2 separate regions of the Gasterosteus aculeatus genome follow, and region 2 is linked to region 1. Evidence: chromatin contacts called from public Hi-C data. All regions are on one chromosome and are shown on one strand. Each heading gives the region's core, a stretch centred on a gene start, on an enhancer-like site or on the middle of the called end of the contact. The rest is flanking DNA. Distances are from core to core; before and after follow the strand shown.

Evidence for each region. A called contact is a pair of places that touch in the nucleus more often than the background predicts.
Region 2: a Hi-C map of skeletal muscle shows a contact between it and region 1, with 4 times the contacts expected there. The contact joins two enhancer-like sites. A contact is called at or near these places in 4 of 6 Hi-C or Micro-C datasets (blood and trunk muscle, liver and skeletal muscle).

What each region holds. Positions count from the first base shown.
Region 1 is chr4:11,740,119-11,742,818 of fGasAcu3.hap1.1, reverse strand. reep2 (receptor accessory protein 2) reads right to left here. Exons shown (of 8, transcript XM_040174543.2): 7 at 2,632-2,700; 8 at 1-2,051. The coding sequence ends at 1,980. Among protein-coding and RNA genes, the nearest start is that of reep2, 7.1 kb to the right of the region's middle. Within about 2 kb of position 1,333, at least 3 of the 9 cell types and tissues checked have open chromatin away from gene starts, as enhancers often do.
Region 2 is chr4:11,821,880-11,824,711 of fGasAcu3.hap1.1, reverse strand. No RefSeq gene overlaps it. Among protein-coding and RNA genes, the nearest start is that of egr1, 13 kb to the right of the region's middle. Within about 2 kb of position 1,436, at least 8 of the 9 cell types and tissues checked have open chromatin away from gene starts, as enhancers often do.

The sequences.
Region 1 (2,700 bases), core at 84-2,583:
GTTTTGGAAGATGTGCAACCTTGTTAGATAACATGTTCCCAGCTAACACACTGCAATGCTTTTTTGACAAGGAACTATGAGAATTGGCAAAGAAACATGACACAAAATGAAAAATCCTGTATTTAACACGGATTTTAAAACAGTAAATAAATATCAAAAATTGGCATGAACACAAGATTAAAATGCAGGGCTGAATCTTGATGAAATAAATAGAAATAAAAGTATTTTCACATAAATGTAATTTGCTCCAAAGAGATGTTAACTTTTGGCTATACTTAATTAATCAGAGTAAAGCACAATGCAAGATTTGACTACACAAACATCAGCTTAGACCAAGTATAGAGGTTTCTTGGTGATGGAGGCAAGTAAAAATGAATGAAAAAACTAAACATGTTAAACAAAAACATCACTTCTTCCAGTTTAAGAACATAAGTCGTCAAGACGAAGACTTATTTTGAAAAGCACACAAATGATTAATTAAGTCAATGGATTCCAGCCCAGAGAATGAATAAGGCAAGCAAGCTCATATTGTGTGTATATACAGTCAAGGTTACTATTTACAGTGTGTTTACATATTGTTTAGTAACTCTGCCGAGAGTTGCGGTGGGGTTTGTCTCCCTCTACTGGTCACACTACAGACGGCAGTAATGAGTGCAGAAGTAGTATCATGCTTTTCAATTGCTCCTTAAAAAAAGAACTCCGCAGCAGACAGCGACCAAGCGAGCTGTTCCCAAAAACAGAATTCCAATGTGTCTCCAGAAGCACCCGGATACTAATCCGACACTTCCTCCACATCTGGAACAACAGCAGAGGACTGAGGAAATAATTCCCCCGTTCACCTGATGTTGGTTTCATTGGTTCCATATTACATCCTGGCTTTTAATATATGGTAAGGAGGCAGAGCGTGAACCACGCAGCAGGGTGAGAGGAGTAGGAAAGTGCAGAGCTTCTCCGTGACCTTCTAATGTTGAACAAAACAATATACCGACGTCACTACCGCGGTAAACACAGATATGTCACCCGACAACTTTTTAATGTCTGCCGTAATTACCGGGAGAGTTTCAGCAGAGAGTCTGACCATATTCATAATAATCACATGACCAAATGACCCTGTTAAAACAGAAGTGTAATACTTGAGAGTGAGGTCTAGATGAAGAATAACACTCAACAGCCATTCCCATCAGTCGTGATGTAAACTACTGTTAAAGTCACATTAGAGCAGTCAGGCTGTAAATGAGAGCTGAACTTAGCAGAGCCAGACTCAACCAGAGGACGTCTGACTTAATGAGCCATGAGGCCTGAAATGCAGTCAGAGTTTAAAAGAACCCAAACAGGTTTGATTACAAGTCATCCTGTAAAACCAGACAGGTGCACAACTTAGGACACAGTGGTGATACTATGAGCTGGGGAGAAACTATTATGCCTGACAGAGAATTGTGGATGTCAACAACTATTGGCCAATGCTCGACACGTCCGACCACCTGCTTACTCCTCAGCGAAAAGAAAAAACTCCGGGCACAACAAACTTAAAGCCAACTGGTGATGTCCGTGCTATAGATGTGAATCCACACTTGTAGCATGCACACAGCAAAAAGATGACATCTGTATTATTCTTATTTTAAAAACAACCACGTAGCAGCAATCTGGAGGACAAATAGATGAAAATCTACAACCAATAGTGAAGAATGTAATATTTAACTTGACATACTTCAGCAAAGTGAAAACTGCAACATGGTGACGGATTTATCATTAATCGTTATTAGACTTAAGAAACATCCCTGAATGCTGAATCCAGGATGAACCCACAGGAAGTGTAAAATAACAGAACTGATGCTGAAAACCCCCAAACCTGCACTTCTCTAAAAGGAAACACTTTCATAATATAAATAAAACGTATACAGTGTCTGTGTGGACACCAAACGGGGTAAAGGGGCCTGCAGGATGAGAAGGTGTAGCCCGGTGAAGGTGGATCGCAGCCCTCACGGTGGCGTCTCTGCATTAGTAGTCGGGACCTTTTTCTTGGTCGGCTTCTTCGCCGTCTTGGTTTGCGTCTTGGAGAGTGAGGATAGGGAAAGAAGGCAACAGTAAAGACCGTGTGATAGAGTTTATAACAACAACAAGAGAAAAAGAGACAATAGCGAATAGAAATAATGGAGATGAGGTCCAAAGGTTTTCGACCTGGGATGTTGGGTGATGCATCAAATGGAGAGTTGTGTCATACAGTTATAAGTTATCTTCTATGCTTAGGAGGAGGTTGGAAATATTTTAAATAATAACTTTACTGATGACATCAGGGTTATTTTGGGTAAGGTGTGGTCATATTACATTTCCTCTGAACAAAACTTCGCCAAAATGGACAAGATGTCCCGTTTCTAATGGGCATAATAAATATATCAGATTTATCACAAACTATAAACCTTTTGAAGTCGACAAAGTGTGAGTTTATAATTTGTTTTCTATTGATTTCCAGAAGAGAAAAAAAAAAGAATTAGAATGTGTGTATAATCTTTCCATCTTCCAACCAAATGCAGCGTGTTGCATCTATTGTTAGGGCTTCGATTTAAGGGAATGGGAAACGGAGCGACTCTTTGTAGGACGGCGTGTGTGTGTGTGTGTGTTCATTGGCCCTACCTCGGTCTTAGCAGCAGCAGGTTTCTTGGTTGCCCGGACGCTGGCACTACGTTTGGGGGCTTTGTCTAC
Region 2 (2,832 bases), core at 187-2,686, 82 kb before region 1:
GTTGTTAAACACCGCCAACCTGCTCTGAGCTACAAAGCCGCTCACTCGCCCCCCTTTGCCATAAATCAGATAATGCAACAGAAGCGGCGGTGCTGTGCTTTATGAGAGCGATAGAGCTACAGCGAGGCAACCCGGTGCTCCCACTCCCACGTCCGAATACAATTGAAAGTGGTACAGATGAAATGTACCACTCAGGGCTAACTACAGCTGCAAGATAAATACTGCGCCACACACGGCTGCGGTGGCAGACGAGGATTTGTCTGTGTGTGGTGGACCACGGGTGTGCACGTTACCAGATGTGCACATGACACGAGCACGTTTGTGTTGGTGGACGATCAGTTGCAGCTTGTGACTGAGATTAGGAAGTGATTGAAGGGCCTGGTCGAGTAACTATTTCTTTTCCTCCTTTGCGGCAATGAAACAGTTGTCGTCCAGTAGAGCAAGTCCGTGTTCCAGCATTGAGCTGTTATCTTCAGCTAAGGGATAACTACAATCAGCACGTTTACCTGGCAGGTAATCAGGACTAATAAGAAGCACTACTCGGCTGCACTTAGTCATGAGTTGCAACTGAGCTTGATGGGAATATTAATAGTTTTGCAGATATTCTTGCTGTGTATGACCAGGAGCCATTCAGCTCGAAATGCAGAACGAAGACAGTAGACCTGGCCAATCAATAATACAAGCACTTCATATCATTCGTTGTGGAATTTCACATACCCTGAGTTATCGAGGAGTTTCGAATGTTCGTAGAAGTAAGAGAAAAAGAAAGTTAGAACACACATTTTTCTATGTATATAATTGTCCAACTTAATGAAAGCACAGTGAAACCCTCCCATAAGCTCCATAAATGTCGCAAAACAAGCATTGTCAGACAGTTCCAGACGTGGGCGGCGGTTGAGACAAAACAAGTGTCTCTGTATATTATGGCGATGTTATAGACAGTTTCATACATGTTCCACCCTGAGCTGTGGCGTTATAATGCATTTACTAGTCTGTAAAACAGGTCAAATCACATGACTGGAAAGAACAGGATGAGGTTAACTGCTCCATTGACACAGCAGCCCCTCCTGAGATATTCAGACCGATAAAAAGGAGACAGAAACGTTATACATTACAAAGAATAATATACTATAGATGTGTTAAATCAACTGTGTTGTAACATGCTACATTATTTTTCTAGTGGATGGACCAGTGTAACGTAATACACACATGCACACATAAACACACACACACCTAGCAAGGAAGGATTGTACTGAGACAGCTTGCCGAAGGGCAGCCTGCCAAAAGAGTGGGAGAAAGAGAGAGAGAGAGAGAGAGAGAGAGAGAGAGAGAGAGAGAGAGAGAGAAAGGGCAGGAAAGTCCTTACATAGCCCACAGGAAGAGCTGTGTCAGGGCAGGAAGCTCCTTGTTTGGGCATGGAGGTTTCCTCTATTTGTTGGCTTCTGGAGTGCGGATCACATGGAGGCTTAAGGGAGGCTGCAGAGGTGGCGGCGGGCCTCCGTTCGGGTTGGGCCGGGCCTGCTCTCTGGTTTCAGCGCTCCCTCCGCTCTGCTTCTCTCTCCGCACAGGCCTGCAGCTAGCGGCTTATTGCTGCAGCAGACGCTTCACAGGGCAGTTCTCTGCATCGGTGACATACGTTATGGAAATGTGCCGTCTATAATGTAGCGTGACACGTGTCGCTCTATTAGGATAATCATGTATTCATCATGCATGGATCATTAAGGGGCCAAGGCATAGTGTTGAACACCTATTTGTGTTACTATTACAGTTGTGACAACACATTTGCATTTACTGACTTCGGGTCTTCAAGATTTGGGCTGTAAGTCCACTATTTTTGTACAGACGGATATGTTTCTCCATCTATGGGATGAATTGCTTTGAAGTTTGATAGAGATACACATCGATACCTGGAGAATGAATCCTACAACTTACTCTTACATTCCTCTTACTCTTACATTCAAAATGTTTAATTGGACATTGTTTTGGTTTATGACCAAATGGAGTAACTTGAAAAGCAATGACATCTGCATTAGTGTAAGCTGAATGTTAGCATGGTAACATGCTAAGATAAAACAATGAAAATGAGGCGTAAGCCTAATATCATCATGTTGCCATTCTGCAGCTGGAACTGCACACTCACTCACTCAAGAGTCACTTGAGTAATTACCAAATCTCGTTTTGCTTTAGCGGAACTGAATACAACACGCAACGGCATGGATGTATGAAGGACTTTCAGTGATTCATTTCAGAAATAAATCCCTGGATCTTCTGGCGATTTTGCTCAACCATGAGGGCCACTCAAGTGTCTATAAGTCAAAAGGAAAGGTATGTTTGGCCACAAATCAAGAAGTTGTAATTACACTGTTTACGCTCATGACGTGATGGCGCACGGGATGGTTTTGTTTGTCTCTCGTGTAACACCGGCAGCGTGGCAGGTAGCCGTATCCTAGAAACGTGAAGCCAGTCTGGAAGTGGCTTGGACATCTCTCTACTGGCCAGAGTCGGCCTCTCTGGTTGACCAATTAAGTTTGATTTGACAGAAGTCCTAGAGAAAATAACCTCAGTAAACATTATAAACGTGAGTTGATGCTCTCATTCAGTAGTTTTAAGTCTTCATTAATGCAGAATTAATTTAGTATATTATAGTCCCGTCTCCTGTAGAATTTGGGTTATTTAAACTGCTTGTACAGTAAGTAAGTATTAAGCTCAACCCTCTCATTTCTGGTCAGGGTGCAGAAAAATAAAAAATGTTGAAAGCCAAAGGCCAAGACAATTGCAGACAAAATGTCAAACTCAAAAACATTTTCTGCAAGCCACTGGTTGAGGAGACGA